Linked DNA regions of Sus scrofa: region 2 is linked to region 1. The links are chromatin contacts, called in public HiChIP or PLAC-seq maps. All regions are on one chromosome and are shown on one strand. Each heading gives the region's core, a stretch centred on a gene start, on an enhancer-like site or on the middle of the called end of the contact. The rest is flanking DNA. Distances are from core to core; before and after follow the strand shown.

Region 1 (5,264 bases), core at 645-3,144:
TATAGGTTGCAGACAGGGCTTGGTGTTGCTGTGGCTGTGGTGCAGGACAGCAGCTATGCTCTGATTCGACCTCCTAGCCTGGGAACCTCTATATACCACAGGTACAGCCCTAAAAAAAAAAAAAAAAAAAAAAAAAAAAAAAAAAAAAAAGACAAGGAGCACAAGATGGAAAGAAAGCTAAAATTGCACTCTCTCAACCACACACAACCCCCATCCCACCTTTTGCCGCTCTAGATAAGGGCCCTAGCTAAATATAACGAGAGGAAGTTTCTATGCTGTTGGCAAGGGACTGGAGTTGGGAAGGGATTAGAGAAGACACTACAACAGGGACAGAGGTACAGCCTACATAAACTTGAGAAGTTTATTCCTTTATGCTGAGTCCCCGTGATGCCAGAGTACATCATGTAGCTTTTAAGGTTTCTAAAAATTCTGCCAGCCTAGCTGGGCCCTTACATTATTTGGGAAATGTAGGAAGACCACATTAGTGGTATTCTGGCAACTAAAATAACTGCAGCTCTTTAAAACCTCTGTCTGTCCCATTTCTAGGGAAAACAGGCTCAGTAAGCTCAAGAGCTGCCCTTACCAGAAGCTTTTCACTAGATGGTAGAAAGAAGTAACTGTTTCATTACGACCAAGAAAGCCTTCTTGTCGTTTAAAGATGTGAGAAGCTGTGTACAGAATTATAATAAAAGAGCTAACCCACATTGAGTACTTCAACACACCAGCACTACTCCAACTTCAATCATTTATCTGATGATAACCCTTTGAGGTGCTGTTATTAATCCCATGTGACAGACGGAGAATCTAAAAAGAGGGCAGATTAAGTAACTCATCCAGGACCTCATAGCTAGTAAGTGGCAGAACCAGGATTCAAACCAGGCATTCTGACCAGTTTGTGCTCTAACCGCTAGCCATCCTAGCTGTCCCTCTCTCTCTCTTTTTTTTTTCAGGGCTGCACCCACGGCACATGGATGTTCCCAGGCTAGGGGTCAAATAGGAGCTGTAGCAGCTGGCCACAGCCACAGCCACAGCAATGCCAGATCCGAGCCACATCTTCAACCTACACCACAGCTCACAGAAATGCTGGATCCTTAACCCACTGATCAAGACCAGGGATCAAACCTGCATCATCATGGATATTAGATTCGTTTCTGCTGAGCCATAACAGGAACTCCATCATCCTAGCTCTCTTAAGAATATGTCAAAATACTTGTGGCTGCCTGATGGGAGGGGGAGGGAGTGGGAGGGATCGGGAGCTTGGGCTTATCAGACACAACTTAGAATAGATTTACAAGGAGATCCTGCTGAATAGCATTGAGAACTTTGTCTAGATACTCATGTTGCAACAGAAGAAAGGGTGGGGGAAAAAATGTAATTGTAATGTATACATGTAAGGATAACCTGACCCCCTTGCTGTACAGTGGGAAAATTAAAAAAATTATTAAAAAAAAAGAATATGTCAAAATAAAAACAAAAAACAAACAAAAAAAGAATATGTCAAACTAATAAGCAGAATGTCAGTGTCCTACAGAGTCTTAAGACAATTTTTCAAGTTATTCATTAGTATGCTTTGCAAGATCAACAATGCCCTGGGGTTTCCTTGGCTCTCTTTGAAGGTGAAATGGAAAAAGAAGTAATAATATGACTTATAACTGTAATGACAAAAATTGTAACCTTGGCCATCGTCTGAGTGCTTACCATGAGCCAGGCATTGTTTTTCCTGAACACCTGATATACAATGTCTCATGTAAACTTTTGGCCAACTCTGCAAAGTATTATTACTGTCCTATTTTATAAACGCGGAAACAGAGGCTCTTGCCCAAGGTCATGGTGCTAGGAAGTGGTGAAGCAGAAGTCTGACTCCAGAGCCTAGCTCTTAACCACCAAGGCATACAGCCTGCCTTGAGCAATTTGAGGACAGAGTCCACCAGAGAAACCTAGCAAGGAACTGGCACAGAGCTAAGCACATAGTAAGTGGTTCACCAAGCACCAGATACCGTGGAAGAGGTGGGAGCTTTGGGACGGCTACCTTTCCTCCCCCAGGTGTTAAGGCAGAGTCACAAATATATACGGTATAGACGGCAATGGGTGTACAACACAAGCTCTACGCATTTACCCAACATGAGCATATAACCCTCTCGGAGAGAGCCCAGGGATGGGACTATCCGAGGCTTACCTGCCCCCGCATGACGGCAATCTGCTTATGGAACTGGCCCCTATCGAAACCGGGATCTTTCTGCAAAAGAAAGGCAGGAGCGGAAACCTGCATGAGTTTTCCAGAACCAGCTTTCCTCCTCCAATTAGAAACTTCCTAGTAAAGAAAACCTTCATGAGGCTTAGAAGGCTTAGTGAGGTTAACTGCCACCCCAGAACTCCCTGTTTCAGAGATGGGGAAATAGAGAACAAGTAAATATCTTGACCTCAGTCTCATCATTAATGCTAAAGAACCCCAGGCACGCTCCGTTTGAAAATGAGCTCTGCAGGTCCACTGCAGCCATAGTCCCACGATACACATCAGTGGGATGCAGCACAGATGCCAATTTTTTTCAAACCAATCCAAGCTAGGTCTTGCTGTCCACAGGGGGGAATAATGTTCTTCGCTGGCTAACACAAGCCAGAAGGGTGTTTCCATTTTCTCTGGGCTTGTATCAGGACCAATTAGAAAAACCACTGGAATTCTTTCTTTCATACGGTTATAAGGCTGAGGTTCCCAGGGCTAACCTTGAAGAGTTCATATAGGTCCTCCTCCAAGTCCTTGACGAAATTAGGGTCCGATATCTTTGGAAGAATCAGATCTTTGATCTCCTGAGAGAATGGGACTTTTGCCTGGGGCAACCAGGCCCAGTAAAAAGGATCTGAAAAGAGGGAAAGTCAAAAGCAAAGCTGGTGTTTAAAAAGTCCCTGCCCATCTATTTCCTCCCCCTGTCAGAGCAATGGCAAAGCAGGGCACTCCTCTTATTTGAGACACAACAGAAAAGAAGTTATAAGGGCTGTTAACCCTTGAGGTTACACAGTAAGTGGTGAAACTAAAATTCAAACCCAAGTCTGCCTAATCCCTGAGCCTATGCTCTTTTTCTAGACATTCTATGACTTTCCACTAGAAAGCAATTACATGCCACTGAAACATTGAGGTGCTCTTTCTAAAAAGACAAACAAGTACTGCAAAGGGGCTAGTGACCCCTACATGTACCTCTCCCTTTCCCAAAGTGTCTCAGTTATAATGGGGCAGGGGCTGTCTTTCAGGATATCGACAACAAAGATAAAACACTGACAGCAGCTTACATTTAGAAACGTAGGTAGGAGTTCCCGTCATGGCTCAGCAGAAACGAACCCGACCAGTATCTATGAGGACTCGGGTTCGATCCCTGGTTTCGCTCAGTGAATTAAGGATCTGGTGTTGCCGAGAGCTGTAGTGTAGGTCACAGAAGTGGCTTGGATCCCGAGTTGCTGTGGCCGTGGCACAGGTCAGCAAGTGCAACTCTGATTCGACCCCTAGCCTGGGAACTTCCACATGTTGGGGGTACGGTCTTAAAAAGACAAAAAGAAAAGAAACAAAAAGAATAAATTACAGTAAGGCAGTCCTCAGAAGGAATAAAAATGCAAAGCAGAGATGCAAAAACTCAACCCTATGCTTCTAATGGGAATAACATAAGGTGAAAATTTTCAAAGTATCTTACATTATGGATGCGTCAGTCACTGTGCTCAAGCGCATGAACTGCAGTATTTCATTAATTCTTAGAACAATCCTGTGATAGACATCTTTTTATATCCATTGCACAGATAAAACAGACCAAGCAAGAAAAGAGCCACAGACCACAGTGGTCTTGAGACTTACATGCCCTCCAGGAGTCAGGATGCTTCAGGGGGAAAGCCAGCCCATTGTCTATGGCAGCCACCTTGATAACAGGCTCCTTCACCACCACCCAGTCTGTGTCCTGAAGAGCAAGGAGAGACTAAATATTTATAGAGCCCCGTTTGCCTCAGGCCCTTTAAAGTAGTAGCAAAGCATCCCATCTCCACCTCCTCAGGCACCAATCCTGACTCACCCTCTGAACTGGCTTCCATAGTGTTACCTGGACTTAAGACATTTATGGCCCCTTTGATTTGGCTTATTTGAGATTCTCAGAGTCCCTTTCTTATCTTGGAAAAGGTGCATTTCCCCAAGAGTTGCCACAGTTCGTGGTAAGATGGGAAATGACAATAATACAAGATAACTCTAAGCCATTCCTCCTAGGGAAAGGCAGTGAGAATTCTGAGAAGATAAAAAGAAGAAAGGAAACTCAATGATCAGTCAGCCAAGGTCCTTTCCTGTGGACCTTGACTTAGATGCCACTTCGCTGGTGGTGACCACATTTTCCAGTAAGATAACAGAACCGTGCAAGATAACAGCTGGCTCTTGCACAAGGGAGTCTGTTTCCCTGCTTTAGTGACACAGTAAAAGGAACAGGACGCAGAGTTCCCTAGTGGCTCAGCAGGTTAAGGATATGGTGTTGTCTCTGCTGTGGCTCAGGTTTGATCCCTGACCCAGAAACTTCCGCATGCCAAGAGTGTGGCCAAAAAAGGGAAAGGATGAGAGCTGAATACAAAGAGAGCAGAGCGGGCTGCCCATGTCAGACATTCCCTGTCTATTTGGCTCCATGCTCAGGTTAACTAGTGCCACCCAGGAACAGGGAGTGTGGGTCCAGGACACCTGCATCAGACTCTGCTGAGATACCTTATTAAAAGTGTGAAATCCTCAGTTTTACCCCATACCTAATGGACAAAAGGCTTGTAGAATCTACACTTTTGTTTTTTTTTTTTTTTTTTTTTTTTGCTTTTTAGGGTCTCACCTGTGGCATGTGGAGGTTCCCAGGCTAGGGGCAGAACTGGAGCTGCAGCTGCCAGCCTACACAACAGCCACAGCCACGCCAGATCTGAGCTGTGTCTGTGACCTACACCACAGCTCACAAAAACACTGGATCCTTAACTCAATAAGCGAGGCCAGGGATTGAACTTGCATCTTCATGGATACTAGTTGGGTTTGTAACCTGCTGAGCCATGATGGGTACTCCCTGTGCAGTTTTTAATTAAGCTCTTCAGGTGATTCTGATGTACAGAATTTGAGAACCACTATTAGAAAAGGAAGTAAAATACTATGAGGATGTGTTAGGTAACCTTATTATGGTAAACATTTTGCAGTATACACACATACAATCATCACCTTGTACATCTTAAATCTGTACAAGGTTATCAAGGTTATATGTCAGTTATATCTCAATAAAGCC
Region 2 (5,919 bases), core at 2,992-5,491, 160 kb after region 1:
GTATTAAGAGAACTAGTCACTTAAAGTTAGTAATGGATGGTCCCATATACCCAAGAATTTTACTCCTTTTCTATGATACCCTAGTCTGTATTGATATCACTGTGGTAACACTCAAGTTGTTCTTTGTTTTAAATGTCTTTCTGTCCCCAACAGAATGGGTTCCTTAAGAGCTCCCTGTTTGTATTTCTTTCTCCAACTCTAACACAGTAATTGATTTATAATAAGTATGCAATAAATGAATGAATAAGTGAAAACAAACATACATGACACTTTTTAAAAAGAATGACTAAAGGAACATGTAAGAGGGAGTAATTCTGTTTTGGGAATCAAAGATGGCTTCACAAAAGAGTTGACATTTGAGATAGGTTTGGTTTTAGGGCTGCACCTGAGGCATATGGAAGTTCCCAGGCTAAGGGTCGAATCAGAGCTGCAGCGGCCAGCCTGCACCACTGCCACAGCAACGCCAGATTGAAGCTGCGTCTGTGGACTACACCGCACCTCACGGCAACACCAGATCTTTAACCCACTGGGTGGGGCCAGGGATCAAACCCACATCCTCATGGATACTAGTCAGGCTCTGTGTTGCTGAGCTACAACAGGAACTCCTGAGATAGGTTTTGAACAGTTGGAGTTCCTCAGGCTGACAAGGTCAGGAAAGAGGCACGCCAAACCAAGAGAATGTTTCCAGGCTTAAGAATATGGAAGAGCTTGGCGTTCCCGTCATGGCTCAGTGGTTAACGAATCCAACTAGGAACTATGAGGTTGTGGATTCGATCCCTGGCCTTGCTCAGTGGGTTAATGATCTGGCGTGGCCGTGAGCTGTGGTGTAGGTCGCAGATGCGGATCCCGCGTTGCTGTGGCTCTGGCGTAGGCCAGCGGCTACAGCTCCAATTTGATCCCTAGCCTGGGAAGCTCCATATGCCGTGGGAGTGGCCCAAGAAATGGCAAAAAGACCAAAAAAAAAAAAAAAAAAAAAAGACAAAAGAATATGGAAGAGCTTGACGTATTGTGATTTCTTGTCATTGAATGTTAGGAGTTATGATAAAAGGTGAGGCCAGAGGGGATTGAGGGCTAAATCACGAAGGACATCAAGCTAAGGAATCAGGTCTTAGGCAGTCAGAAGCAAATGGATGGAGATTGACGAGACTGGTGAGGGAAGTAATTGCGCATTTTAGAGAGGGTAGATTATGGATGGATCAGAAGGCTTTTTTTAAAAATGGACATATAATTCACCACTGTTACCATGTTAAGTATACAAATAAATGGCTTTTAGCGTATTCACAAGATTTTGCAACATCACCATTGTCTAAAAATTCCAGAACATTTTCATAACACTAAAACGTATTTTGATGGCTGTTCCTGTATTGTCTGGTTATGGGATGAAAAGGAAAAGATGAAAATTTGACATTTCTAAGATAAGCTCAACAGAAAATGTTAGTCACCTTTGCGAAAACATCTTCAAAATAACGATCCTAGTTTTTTGCCACCTTACTTATTTACTCTTGGAATTAGTTCTATTATCTCGTCATTTTCTCCTAATTTTGTATGACTTTTGTACTTCACTTTTCTTTTATGTTTATGCTGCATTAATTCAAGATGGAATCTTTGGGAAAGTATGAAAACTAAAGGGTTTTGCCAGGAGATTTCACTCGTATTCTGGGATTCAAGAAGTCACACGCAGGAGCTCCTGCTGTGGTACGATGGGATCAGGAGCGTCTCGGGAGTGCTGGGACTCGGGTTCGATCCCCAGCCTGGCACAGTGTGTTAAGGATCTGGCGTTGCCACAGCTGAAGCTTAGGTCTTGACTACGGCTCACATCTGATCCTGTCCCTGGAGCTCCATATGCCAAGGGGTGGCCAAAAATGAAAGAAAAAAAGAAAGAAAAAATCGCATGCAAATGGCTGTTTCTTTGTAATTATAAAGCAGCCAGTTTCATAATGATGTATACTGAATGAAGAAGTCTTTTCCATTATAAAATTTGAGGCAACGTATAGGCTTGAGATTGGTTGGGAGCATGTGGAAACTTTCTCTGGTGATGGAAATATTCTGTATCTTGATTGGGGTGTTGGTTACCCTGGATATACTTTCGTTAAAACTAATCAAATTACTCACTTCACTGTGCATTTCACTGTGTATAAATTGTACCTCAGTTTTTTGGGGTTTGTGTTTTTTTTGGTTTTGTTTTGTTTTTTGGCTTTTCTAGGGCCGCACCCCCAGCACATGGAGATTCCCAGGCTAGGAGTCGAATTGGAGCTATAGCCGCCAGCCTATACCACAGCCACTGCAACGCCAGATCCGAGCCACATCTTCCAACTACACCACAGCTCACGGCAACGCTGGATCCTTAACCCACTGAGCAAGGCCAGGGATGGAACCCGCAACCTCATGGTTCCTAGTTGGATTCATTAACCACTGAGCCACGACAGGAACTCCTGTACCTCAGTTTTTTAAATGAAAAAATTAGACATGACTGATTGGACCCTATTCGGTATTTGTCTTTTTTTTTTTTTTTTTTTTTTTGTCTTTTGTCTTTTTGTTGTTGTTGTTGTTGCTATTTCTTGGGCCGCTCCTGCGGCATATGGAGGTTCCCAGGCTAGGGGTCGAATCGGAGCTGTAGCCACCGGCCTGTGCCAGAGCCACAGCAACATGGGATCCGAGCCACGTCTGCAACCTACACCACAGCTCACAGCAACACCGGCTCCTTAACCCACTGAGCAAGGCCAGGGACCGAACCCGCAACCTCATGGTTCCTAGTCGGATTCATTAACCACTGCGCCACGACAGGAACTCCCGGTATTTGTCTTTTTTTTTTTTTTTTGTCTTTTTTTGTTGTTGTTGTTGCTGTTGTTGTTGCTATTTCTTGGGCCGCTCCCGCGGCATATGGAGGTTTCCAGGCTAGGGGTTGAATCGGAGCTGTAGCCACGGGCCTACGCCAGAGCCACAGCCACCCGGGATCCGAGCCGCGTCTGCAACCTACACCACAGCTCACGGCAACGCCGGATCGTTAACCCACTGAGCAAGGGCAGGGACCGAACCCGCAACCTCATGGTTCCCAGTCGGATTCGTTAACCACTGCACCACGACAGGAACTCCCTGGTATTTGTCTTAATAGCACTTGAGGTATTTCCAAAGAGAGACCCTGGCCCAGCATCCAGAGGAGTTTGATAGTATTGCTAAAGAAGAATGATTCCGTTCAGTAATATTCTTTGCTACTAACAGTTATCAGTTCCCTATGGCTTCCTGTAAAATTGTTAACACTCTTGTGGCTGCTACTGAAATTAGGAGGTCTTTTTGTTTTGTTCTTTGTTTATATGGCTGCACCTGCAGCATATGGAAGTTCCTGGGCTAGGAGTCAAATTAGAGCTGCAGCTGAGGCCTGCACCACAGGCCCAGCAACACTGGTTCAGAGCCTCATCTGTGACCTATACCACAGCTTGCAGCAATGCTGGATCCTAACCCACTTGACCAAGCCAGGAATCAAATCCACATCCTCATGGATATTAGTTGGGTTCTTAACCCACTAAGCCACAACAGGAAATTCCTGAACTTAGTTTTTATTTATTTTTTTATTTTATTTTTTGTCTTTTTGCCATTTCTTAGGCCACTCCCGTGGCATATGGAGGTTCCCAGGCTAGGGGTCGAATCAGAGCTGTAGCCGCCAGCCTATGCCAGAGCCAAAGCAACAAGGGATCCAAGCCACATCTGCAACCTACACCACAGCTCACAGCAATACCAGATCCTTAACCCACTGAGCAAGGCCAGGGATCAAACCTGCAACCTCATGGTTCCTAGTCGGATTCATTAACCACTGAGCCACAATGGGAACTCCTGAACTTAGTTTTTAGATGGGTTTTTCAGCAGAGTTTCCTGAGTTCTGGCCAGGAGCTTCCAGAAAAGCACCCTCTGCTACCCTCTCAATGGTGGAACACTCTTTTAATGTTTGTAACCCAGAAATGTCTCTCTTCACTTAAGTGTTGCCGTTAAGGAATTGGGTGCCTTGGTTTGTCCTGTTAGTCAGCTGCTGACCCTTCCCCCACCCCACAGCTTGCACATTTTTTCCCTTGCTCTTTCTCAGGAGCAGGGGCAGCAGCTGGGCCTTCCACATCCTGGCACGAGTAAGGCTAAGAGTGCCTGATGTCTAAATTGGTGCCAGTCACGAGCTATGAATCCCAACTAGAGCGCTCCCTTCTTTAGTCAGATTGGACTTCTTGCTCTAGTACCAGACTGTGCCCCTCCCAGCTCAGTTCACAGCTGTTGTTCAGAGACCACAGACTTAAGGGGAACTGGAAGTTTAGGAGTTTTCTCAAGATTCTTTTTGACTTTAGCCAAAGTCTGGTGTTGGCGAGAACTGACTAATTAGGTCTTGTGTTTAGAGGTGGGTGGCTGGGGATCCAGAGCAGCCTGCGGCAGTAATTCCCTGATTGCCACATCTTATTGAGCTAAAACTCTTCTGTGGTTTTGTTTGTTTGTCTTTTTAGGGCTGCACCCGTGGCACATGGAAGTTCCTAGGCTAGGGGTTGAATCAGAACTATAGCTGCTGGCCTACACCACAGCCACAGCCACACCATATCCAAGCTGTGCCTGAAACCTACACAGCAGCTCACAGCAACACCAGATCCTTAACTCACTGAGCAAGGCCGGGGATTGAACCCGAGTCCTCACGGATACTAGTCAGGTTTGTTATTGCTGATCCACAGTGGGAACTCTGAAAACTTTTCTATGTTAATCAGACTCTTAGGAAGATTGATAACCTTTTAGTCTTTGCTTCTGCCTTGAAAATTTATCCTAAGATGTTTCTGTTAGATCTGTGTGAATTTCCGGTGTGCTGTTAAAATTATATTTTCAAAAATAAGTCATACACTCACATGGAACAACATTCAAAAGGTGCAGAAGGATCCACAGTGAGAAATCTCCCTTCCTTCCCAAGATGGTATGCAGACTGTGACAAATGAATTTACTATATTTTGTATTTCCAGCGTATGACATAACCTTACTAAAGAGGGTGGGGGGCGGGAAGCTGATCTGAATGACTTTGGAAAAGAATTTTGTCTGGAAACTATAAGGCTAAAGATAAAAGTATATGTAAATACTATACTCTGCTTATACACAGAAGCTGACAGTTCTGGAGTCCCCATGGTAGCTCAGCAGAAATGGATCTGACCAGCATCCATGAGGACGCAGGTTTCGATCCCTGGCCTCACTCAGTGGGTTAAGGATCCGGCGTTACCGTGAGCTGTGGTGTAGGTTGCAGGTGCAGCTTGGATCTGGCATGGCTGTGGCTGTGATATAGGCTGGCAGCTGTAGCTCCGATTTGACCCCTAGCCTGGGAACCTCCATATGCCGCGGGTGCAGCCCTAAAAAGACAAAAAGTTGACAATTCTGAAAGTAATTTACAGCTATACTAGGGTTGGAAAGAATAATAAATGGTAGATAATGGGAGTCAGGTTTCTCTCTGTCAGAGAAACAAATTACAAATAAACTGGGAGGCAGGCTAGAATGAACCCTGTGGTACTGATTAGAGTTGGAGATTCTAACACGATCATATGTTTAGTTTAATGTATATGGATAGATACAGAAATAATGATATATATGTGTGTATACCTGGGTTAGAATACACATGTATATTTCCCAGTTGTGTCTGTTTAGGAGGGCTTAGAAGCAATGATATCCCACTATCAGCAAGCACAGCTACACCCAGTTCTTGGTTTTTAATACCGTTCTCCAATAAAAGATAGGAACCATGGCTTCCTGGAGAAAAGGCGGTTGGGGCAGGGAAATTACAAGATGAGCCTGTTGTATTTTGTAGTGCCAGAAAGTAAGAAAGCACTTAAAAGGATGTGGCATGTCAAAGGGACACCAGTGCCAATCTAAAAAAGCTCCCAGTGGCCAAAGATAATTTGTGCAACAAAATAACTTAGT

Evidence for each region. HiChIP or PLAC-seq counts read pairs in DNA pulled down with a chosen protein or histone mark.
Region 2: an H3K27ac HiChIP or PLAC-seq map of alveolar macrophages shows a contact between it and region 1. The contact joins two enhancer-like sites. A contact is called at or near these places in 2 of 47 Hi-C or Micro-C datasets (epiblast stem cells and heart right ventricle) and 1 of 2 datasets of contacts at active chromatin or transcription factors (alveolar macrophages).

Annotation. Positions count from the first base shown.
Region 1 is chr14:109,032,176-109,037,439 of Sscrofa11.1, reverse strand. It overlaps PI4K2A (phosphatidylinositol 4-kinase type 2-alpha), which reads right to left. Exons shown (of 9, transcript XM_001929034.6): 6 at 3,836-3,935; 7 at 2,722-2,855; 8 at 2,177-2,236. Among named protein-coding and RNA genes, the nearest start is that of AVPI1, 17 kb to the left of the region's middle. Within about 2 kb of position 1,894, at least 2 of the 83 cell types and tissues checked have an H3K27ac peak or open chromatin away from gene starts, as enhancers often do. A contact at or near this core is called in alveolar macrophages, where this site is marked.
Region 2 is chr14:108,876,028-108,881,946 of Sscrofa11.1, reverse strand. All of the region lies in intron 1 of MMS19 (MMS19 nucleotide excision repair protein homolog), which reads left to right. Among named protein-coding and RNA genes, the nearest start is that of UBTD1, 6.5 kb to the left of the region's middle. Within about 2 kb of position 4,241, at least 9 of the 83 cell types and tissues checked have an H3K27ac peak or open chromatin away from gene starts, as enhancers often do. A contact at or near this core is called in alveolar macrophages, where this site is marked.